Linked DNA regions of Gossypium hirsutum: region 1 is linked to region 2. Evidence: chromatin contacts called from public Hi-C data. All regions are on one chromosome and are shown on one strand. Each heading gives the region's core, a stretch centred on a gene start, on an enhancer-like site or on the middle of the called end of the contact. The rest is flanking DNA. Distances are from core to core; before and after follow the strand shown.

Evidence for each region. A called contact is a pair of places that touch in the nucleus more often than the background predicts.
Region 1: a Hi-C map of leaf shows a contact between it and region 2, with 2.3 times the contacts expected there. The contact joins the promoter of LOC107914346 here to the promoter of LOC121208262 in region 2. A contact is called at or near these places in 7 of 34 Hi-C or Micro-C datasets (callus and leaf).

What each region holds. Positions count from the first base shown.
Region 1 is chrA10:17,527,005-17,532,271 of Gossypium_hirsutum_v2.1, forward strand. LOC107914346 (50S ribosomal protein L7/L12) reads right to left here and starts at 1,880. Exons shown (of 1, transcript XM_016843240.2): 1 at 1,114-1,880. The coding sequence starts at 1,768. The coding sequence ends at 1,238. It overlaps LOC107914345 (probable amino-acid acetyltransferase NAGS1, chloroplastic), which reads left to right. Exons shown (of 10, transcript XM_041078809.1): 10 at 188-657. The coding sequence ends at 195.
Region 2 is chrA10:17,290,124-17,295,139 of Gossypium_hirsutum_v2.1, forward strand. LOC121208262 (protein RMD5 homolog) reads right to left here and starts at 3,509. Exons shown (of 3, transcript XM_041078805.1): 1 at 3,385-3,509; 2 at 2,903-2,947; 3 at 6-1,545. The coding sequence starts at 1,490. The coding sequence ends at 345.

The DNA.
Region 1 (5,267 bases), core at 630-3,129, 240 kb after region 2:
TCGGACTGCTGATTGGTCTGTATTTTTTTCCCACTACATCATTTCAAACATGGAATTATTTTCTTTCACCTTTTAGATAAATTTGAAGCAACCTTGTAATCTGGATAAAGGGGGGGAGTTGAGTTATATTGAATATTCTCCATCTGATGTCCAGGATATGATATATAAAACAATGTGGTTTTAGCAGGTTTGTAAGGCGTGGGTTTACGGAGTGTAGCATCGACATGATACCAGATGAAAGGAGGAAAAAGATTAATCTATTTCGTAAATCTAAGTATTACGTGAAGAAATTGGTAGCGGATGGAAGTGGAATTACTGCCGATAGAGCATTTAAATGAAGCTTCCAACAGATGCCAGCTGAGTGTACTAGTTCATGTGGCCAACTCCTGCGGTTGCCACTTCAAGATTAGACGCATAACGTTTTCTTGAGGTGATAGTTATGGGCAGGTGGGGAACTCGAAAAATGAGCTCCTTTAGCAGAAAGTGCTAACTAGGGCTGAACCTCATCTAGTGTAAATTAGATATTGCCTAGGTTTTTGTTACGATTTCTAGTTTATTATCGCTATTGCCATAAGCCACTTAGTTTATAGGCGATTTGTAATTAACAGTGCTTTTAGAATATGATAAATAATATATTCTTTTTTTGGTTGATTTCAAGATCTGAAGATCGTGTCAGTTTCCCATTTGTAATACTTAAAACTGCGTTTAACTTATAGTTTCTGAATTTAATATAATGCATTAAGGGCATAATTGCAAAGCAGCAAAAGACTTGAGCTCAATCGATAACTTAATCCCAGAAAGGTGGCTGAATCTTTCTTTATTCAAGTTCGCTCGACGTTCAAATATGATTATAGATTATGAAACATGAAATTATAAAAATCCTTAATTGATATCAGAGCACAAATATTAGAGTGAACTAACAATGAAGCATAATCACAAGTCAAATTGAATTTTAAAGGGGCCCAACGCCAACGGGCATTGGCACCGGCCACCACCATTCTCAAATAGAAGGTGAACTACAGGTACTACCATTAATCCATCCTAATCCATTCATTTCAATACACCCAAAACTAAACTATTTCAAAACAAACCCAATCAATGGATCAAATTGACTTCAGCAAAGTTTCTCACTTTCAAATTCTATTGGTAATGCCAATAACAACAATATCCTCAAAAACTTTAGTTCCCATTTCATCAAAACAACAATTATTCTACACCTTTAGTCAAATATATAAAATCATTCAAGTACCACAGTAGCACCCAATTCTTGGAGCTTCTTAATAATGGCCTCAGCTTCCTCTTTTGTTACTCCCTTTTTAACCACAACCGGAACTTTCTCCACCATATCCTTAGCTTCTTTCAAACCCAATTCCGTAAACGTCCTCACTTCTTTTATTATCTTTATCTTGGCCGCCGCATCGAATTTCTCCAGCTTTATATCAAACGCCGTCTTTTCCGCCGTTTTCGTTTCGGCTGCGCTGGATCCGGTTCCCGGTGCCGAAGCGGCGGCGGAGGATACTCCGGATACGGAGGGTCCGTAGCGGTTGAGGCCGAGTTTAAGACGGAAGAGTATGGAATAGTCGTAGCGTTCGAGCTTTGTAAGATCTAAAAGCTCGTCGGCGATGCGTTCGAGTTTCTGGGTCCGGTTCTCGGCAGTGGCGGTGGCGGTGGCGGTGGAAATGAAGCAGGAAACGGGTGGCTTGGGTGAGGACGAAACGAGGAGTTTGAAGATGGAGTGAGTGGGGATCTTTGAGATGGTGGAAGCCATTGTTGGAAAAATTAAGAGTGGAGTTTCAGTGTTAGGTTTTATCGGTTAGAGGAAATAAATGGTTTTAATAGATGAAGGTATTTTCAGAATTTTATACATACTTAGTAGGTTTTTTTTAAAAAATTTAGGGTAAATTCCACAAATAGTCACCCAACTTTAGTGTAACTGACAAAACAGTCATCTAAGTTTTATTTCAGTCACTTAACTTTCAAAAAGTTACAAAACAGTCCTTTTTTGCCATTTTTCATCACAAACGTCATGGCAAAAGTGACATGGTAGATGACGGTGTCTTTGGTGTAAAAAAACCCTCCAGTTGGTCGATTACTCTCAATTTAACAGTCCTACTAGCACCATTTTAAGGTTAGAGAAAAAGAAAAAAGAAAAAAAAGAAGAGGAAAAGAAAAAGGAGGAAAGGAAAAATGGAGATGCCTGAAGTGATCCCAGTGTGCTATTGTGGAAACCTAGCCAAATTAAACACGTCTTGATCCAATGACAACCTAGGTAGGAGGTTTTTTGGGTGTAAGAAATTTGGCAGTGGATTTCGAAAACCATGTCGGTTTTTCACCTGATTTGATCCACCATTGACACCCCGTTCACGAATTGTGTTGTTAGGTCTTCTAAAAAAAGTGAGGACATTAAAGGATACAAGGAGGAGGGAAAGAAAAACATGGTTTTTGGTGCTTGTATTTGTAACTGTGTTGTTGTCTTTTAAACTTTAAATCAGCTTATGTTGTTGTTGTTAGCATTGAAAACCAGCTTATATTTTGTAATATTGTTGCTGGTATATTGTTGCTTATGTTGTTATACATGGCTACTGGTATATTATTGCTTATGTTGTTATACATGGCTACTGGCATACATGGCTAACCAGCTCATGTTGTTGTTTACAAACTTGAAAGACTTGAAATGGGATATAATATGTGGTTGTTGCTTACAAATTGTTTTGTAATAGTATTGTTGCTTACAATAGTTAGAAAGTTGTTTTGTAATATTTGATTTCATTTCAAAGTTGATAGACTTGAAAGAATGTTTAATCTTCATTTCATTTGTATTTCTCAATACTCATATATCAAAAAAGATAACAGATGAAAAAATATATATTTGTATTTCTCAATTCTCACACATTTGTTTTTTCAATACTCATATGTTAGAAGAGATAACACAAATTGCATGGATCAATGCTTATATATTAAGGCAAAATGTCAAACTGTTTACAAAAGGAATGAAGGGGCAAAACATTGCCAAATTTTCCTACAATTCAACACAACTGAACAGATGTAAATTGTAGGAAAATTTACAAAAAAAATAAATTGTAACTATATGCCTAAATTTATCAACAGTAGCAATCATAGGCAAATTTACAAAAATTAATTTGCTTAAGTTAATAAATCAGTAGCAGACAAATTTACACAAATTCAAAAAGTTAACAAAATAAGGTCTGTTCACACTAGCATCATTGGTCTATCATGGATGACTCTTGAGTAGGAGGCATCCATTTAACAGTGGTTGGTTTTCTCTTGAATGGGAGCTTTTTCTCTTGAGGCAACATCTTTTTGGTGAGTTAGGGCAGCTTACTGATGAGTTGGGGCAGCCTGCTGAGTTAGGGTACTCTCTTGCTGATTTGGGGTAGCCTGTTGCGAAGTTGGGGCAACCACTTGGTTGTGAACACCAACTTTATGTCTTTTGACCTACAGGAACAAGTAAAATCTGTCAAACAAATTCATAAACAGAAGCAATATAACTTAAGACAAATGACTTACTGGAATGTTTTGGCCAACTTCCCCTTTGCAACTCCTCTTATTGTGGCCTATTCTTTTGCATTTACTGCACCTCATGTCCACCCCTCTCTTGCTCAACCTTTTTGTTGTTTGTGGTTCATCAAGTTCTTTTCTTCTCACCTTAATAGGTCTGCCAGGTGGCCTTCTTAGTGTAGGAAGCAGTATTAGCAGCATGTTTAACAAAGAGACCCATTGTTTAGGACCCTTTACTGGCCTTATAAAGTTGGAGTAAATTTGAATTTGGGTTTGCTTGGTGTATTAGGTTTGTACATAGGTCTCTGAGAACTCATCTTTTAGATGAATGATTGCCAGTGCATGCATGCAAAGGATGTCAGTGAGATCTCAATTCCTGCAAGAGCAGGAATTCTCAACTAAATCCACCACATGCTAGCTGCCTGGACTACATTCAACCTGATACCTGTTCACACTAGCATGTGATGGAACACACCTAAAAAATAGTCACCATGCTTGGTTAAAAAACAATCACTAAAACAACATTAGGAGAAGCCCCACCAACAATGATACACATACACACACACACCCCTAAAAAGCAGTCACTACATGCATATTATTAAAAAAAATACTTACTGCATGCATATTAAAAAATAGTCAACAACATGTATATTAAAAAACAGTCATACACACTGACAATCATTGCATGCATATTATTAAAAAATACTCACTGCATGTATATTAAAAAATAGTCAATAGCATGTATATTAAAAAAAAAGCCATACACACCAACAATCACTACATGTATATTATTAAAAAATACTCACTGCATGCATATTAAAAAATAGTCAATAACATGTATATTAAAAAACAGTCATACACACCAACAATCAATACATATTAAAAAAACACTCACTAAAACAACATGTGACCAGCAACTTGAAGTCAGAATAAAGTCATCAAAAAGATTGAAAATGGTAACTTTACCTCAATGAATCTTTTATATTTACATCCAGCTTTTTCCTGATCTTTAGACACAACATTCCTTTCCATTTGTTAGCTTCTTCTTTCTTCTTGACAATAAACAACATAATCTTGGTCCTTATTATTTCCACCATGGTAGAATAGGTTTCCCTCTTGCTTCCAATATCATCTACCAGTAAACAACATAAAGGATTAGCGAATTGCTAATGATTAGTAAGAAACATAAAACATAGGGGTTTACCTTGGTAAAGGATTCAAAAAAGATTATTCACCAACATGTCAGAATGGCTCCTAGTTGAGAAGTGAGACCTTTACCAACGAGTAGGGTTATTTTCCTTCAACCAATCATAAGCATGCTAATTAGTTTTCTTTAATACATCCATGGCATCCTCAAAATCCCTTGTAGTGCTTGCTCTAGCAACTTTCCAATGCAAATCTTTCAATTCTTTTGTTCGGAAACCAGCTTTCTTGAAATTGGTATGTAAATGTCTAACACAATGTCTTGTTTCTGCATTAGGAAACAACATACATATTGCTTCTAAAAGTTCCTGCAATTAGAACAAATACAGTTTAATTCTTTGACAAACCCTAAACCCTAAATAGAAACAACATAAACAAATAAATAAATGGAGTTTTACCTTTCATTTTTCAGACATGAAAGATATCTAGTATGAGCTCACAATTTCCAAGTCTATTGCAAGCAACTCTAAGAACCAAAACCATGATGCTTGGTTTTCACTTTCGACAGCAGCATATTCAAGAGAATAGATGCCATTATTTGCATC
Region 2 (5,016 bases), core at 2,259-4,758:
ACAGAGATGCTAATATCTTTTATATATATACATTATGTACGTGTGTATACACACTACTAATGATTTAGGTATCATTTTGATATGACCTAATCATTATCTTCCATTTCTTTTGGAGAAATTTATAAAGCAACTTGGTTTTCCTATTACCAGCATGAATGTGGGAAAGAACGTCTATTTACAACAAGTTCATCAACAAACACTAACACCATCACTGACCAGTGACCTGCATTGCCATCATTTCACATCCGCCACATCGCACCAATTACTAGTTCTCCAGACTATCAATTCAGTAAAGGAAACTTTTTTTTTTTAATATAACCTCATGACTATAGTTGGGTTTTACATCAGAAAATCAGCTGCCTGCATTGCGTCGAATCAATATCAGTTGGACAGTATGGGCACTTGAAAGTTTTCGAGCCATTCTTTGACATCTTGTTGATAGACTGTTTGCACAGCACATGACCACACGACATAAGCATTGGTGGGTTATCGTCAGTTGATTGCTCCTTGGTTACAGGGCAGACAAATACTGAATGAAATTGGAACTCCTTGTCTAACTCTACCGGCACGGGTAACTGATTCATAGATTGCCATTCGTGCTTCTTCCCTACCATAACAGTCATAAACTTGAGAAGAGGAGGCAAGCCTTGAATTCCTGCCGCTATTGTGGCACTCAATGGGCTCTCGTATGATTGCCCCAGAAGATTGCAGAACTGCCTGGTTAGTTCATTGGTTACTGTATCCCAATTGGTTGGCGATAATAAATGAGCATATGGGGACTCATGAAGTCTATCAGAATACAAGAGGCACCCCATGAGTTTCTGGATTTCAGCCATATGGTTTCCGGCAAAAGAAGCAAAGTTGGTTCTTGCGTACTTGAGTGCTTCATCTCTGCTTCCCTTTTGTAATATTTTCACAAACTGCAAATGATGGATTCTCAGCTGAAGGTCCGAACCATTTTCCTTCAGTTTATTAGAGTTCGCAGCTGCCCATTTCAGGGCTGGCTCCAGGTTCCGACTCTTCATGGCTTCGAGCATTTGATAAAGTTCCTGGAAAAGTGATCTCATAGCAACAGCAGCTTCTGCATCCTGAGCCTCAGTTATGAAACAATTACCAACCTCAAACAGCCCTTGCCTGTAGAAATGGCTGGCAATTATTTGGTTAACTATAGGGGAATCAAATTCAATATTTCGATAAGCCTTGGATATATCAGGATTAAAGACTTTCTCAAGAGCTTTCGGATACTTTATCAGTGCTATATTCAGTTCCTTTTGGGCACCTTCTAGCTGATTGAGTGGAGAAACTTCCTGTAACTTTTTCTTCAATTCAGCTAGTTCTGATTGATATTCAAGGGTGCTTGACTGCATCACCTTGATTACCTTACTGATTTCCTGAACAATCAGGTCTGTAACTTCATGTGTTTTAGAATAGGACACCTTTCGCTTCTTTGCAACACGATCAGATGAATCTTTCAGGCTATGCAATTCCATTTTTACTTCTATCCACTGTATAAATTGTTATATTAGAATCTTGCTACAAGAGTACCTGCAAAAAAGCAATTAAGAATTTGTATCAGTGAAAAATTCTAATTTCAAAGAACTTAATATATGTGGCAGCAAAAAAAGAATTATTAAGACCTAAAAAATGCAGCTAACATATTCACAAATGCAACTCATGCCGGCACAGCAAAGGCATGAACAGCATGAAAGGTAAAGTACATGTTCAAATAAACTAGGGAAGAGGAGGAAAGTGCAGAATATATGGGAGGAAAGATAACTCCACAGTTGCATGGTTTTTCATTTGGTACAATCTCAAATGCATTAGAAAAGATAGGTTTGCATAAAATGGTACTAATTCTAGAAAATGCATATCACAATGAATTGGCTTCAAGACCAACATAGAGCATATGCTCATTCACTATTATAGTTAAATAGGAGAGCAAAACTGAAAGCTTAATAAGAATAGGACTAGTCTAAATACATTTGGAAGAGTTTTTAGTCTATTAACTTAAAATCCATAAAACTAGACATATAGCTTTGGCACAAGGAAAGATCACATGCTAAAAAGTGTTTAAATCAATTCCGCAACTGCAGAAGCATTGAGTACAAATGAGGAAAAAACAGATTTAAGGTAGTTTAGATCTGTAAATACTTCAATATACCCAAATGGAAAGATATGATTTTAACAACAGAAACCAATTTCAAGACAGGGGAATGAGGCCAAGAAGGATGCAGTAGAAATCACAAAAGATAAACAAATGAATAAAAGGAAGAAGAAGAACTTCAATTTCAATAAGCTTACTGAGACCACAGTCTTGAATAAGTATAGCGGTGAAATATATATCGTATAGCCAACCCCACATACATGTTGGGAAAAAGCCTAGTTTGTTGATTTACATATTCCAGATTATTTTAGACTTTTATACTTCATTTGGTAGGAAGGGTGGACAAAGGAAGAAGTTCTAATCTCAGCCATTGGATTAAAATATTTTCCATCCTTCCCCATCTCCATCCGTCCTAGTCCTACCAAACATAAACAGAAACAAAGTCGAGAAGACAAATCTGAGTCTCAGCGCAAACAAATTAGTATCAACATTGAAGATGAGAATGGTCTACAGGTTTGCATGGTATATATCAAATAAGTTAATTTCCAACGAGGTTAAAGTACTTGTCCGTGTATTGAACTTCTTATGAACCAAAGCTTATGATAATCAAAATTACAACTTAATATCAACAATCTATTTCAAAGTGGCATTTCATATAATTCATGTGATAGAACGAAAAAACTCTTCTAAGAAGAAGCTAACCAAAAATAGCTACAAAACTGCGCAAAAAACCAAATCAGAATTAACAAATGTAAAAAGAAAGGCAATCGAAACAGAAACAGATAAATCTCAAATTACCGATATTAAACTTCGGCGAGAACGGTAAGACTGGAAATATGATTCCTGCAACAAAATTAATAATCAAAATTCAATGTTCAAATCAATCAGAAAATTACAAAACGAATTACATTCAATGCATGACTCAAAGCTATAAATTTAAGTTCAGAATGTAGGCCAAAACGGTTTCAATCATATTAATATCACCAATGTAACTAAAAAATTTCACCTGAGCCATATCAACAATTTAACCAGACGAAGAAACAATTAAAACAAAATTTAAATGAAATCGAGTGACAAATCAATCGGGAAAACTAAAGCGTCAAAGTTCAAAAAAAAAACACATCGATAAATTCATGATTATTTCATCTAGGCACACAAGAATGAAGAAAAAATTAAGGTAAATGAGAGGAAATTAAAAAGTAAATAAAAAAATTAATTTAAGAAAAAAATGAAATTAGAATGATAGTTTCTTTTTAAAAGAAAGAAATGGAAGACCGTACGAATTTGCGGAGGATCGAATCAGTGAAGGGAAAGCCTTGGTGGGGAAGTAGACGCCCTGTGAGGGAGGAGTAAAGGGGAGGAAATGGCTGAAAAGGGCTTAGCCGTTTTACGTTATTCTTTACTTGTTATCCCGTTAAAGAATTGAGGGTATTTATGGAATTTTGACATTTGTGGACTGGATCATGTATCCTGGCCCTTGGGCTATACATTGGGAGATTCAAGATTCTCTTTAGCAGCGAGTCGGTGCTAAACAGGGGAGATCAGGAAGTGGGTTAAATCAAATAACAAGCTTAAAAAGTAAACTTTCAAAAAGAGATTATAAAGATAATAAATATAAAATAATTCAAGTCAATTAAATTATCTAATTAATTACCGACGAGTGGTTGGATGTAATGATAAAATATATTAAACTCTAAAGGAAATGATCTAAGTTTAAATCTTAAACATAACATTATTAAGAGGAATAACCACTAACTCTAAATATAAAAAAAATATATATAAAATACATTTAAATATTAAATTAAATTACCCAATCAATTAATAAAATATAAAATAACTCAATCCAATTAATTAATTAAATCTAAATATAAAATAACAAACCTAACCTAATTAATTGGTTGTAAATGGGAGGGTTGGTAACACGCTTTTTTTTTATTCAAATTTTCTTTGACTTTCATAATTTAAAGCTCAATTTTTTTTACTGAAAATTATTTTTAGAAAATAATTTACTTTTTTTAAAAATTTAATATTTTCTAATGTTTAGAGGAATCTGTATAAAATATTTTCTGTTATTTGGTTAATTTCTTAAAATTATTTCATAAAAGTTGTTTTCAATTAAACAAACATACATTTGAGATTTTCTTATTTTTTTCATTGTTTAATTAAATTTATTTTTATCTATGATTTTATATTTTACATTGTTTTTGCATATATTAAAAATATTATGTTAAATTCAGATTCATTACAAGGTTATTTTTTAATTACATGACTACTAAGTGAGTATTTCTTATTTAAAAATGTGACATCAACAAAATTGACCAAAAAAATTAATGATGTCAACAATTAGACTTAATTTTTAAATTTGAAAAGTAAAGTGACTAAATTCTTGAAAATAAAAGTACAGAGACTAAATTACAAATCTGTGAAGTGTACATAGACTTATGATGTATTTTAACTTTTATACTACAAAACATTTATTATTAATATATTTATAATTGTAATAAATATTTATTATAAAATATTAATATTAATTATTTTTAATAATATGTGAATAATATTATTTAAAATTATTATTTTTAAAATTTATTATTAAAATAAAATTGAATATTAAATAATTTATTAAAATAATAAATTGTATTTTTTATATTAATAATTTATTATATGATTAAATATAAATAATTAAATATGTATGTTTAATAATATTGAAAAATATAATATTTTAAATATTTTTTTAAAAAATAAAATTTATTATCAATATAATAATATTAAGCTTAATTTAAGTTAATTTTTATAAAAAATAAAATTGTCTATAGATGAGCTCTTTTCGAAAAATGAATTACGCTTTTCAAAATGGTAAGTCATTTTACAGGAAAAAAGAGTTTATTTTACCTTGATTTGTAAGTCATTTTCCG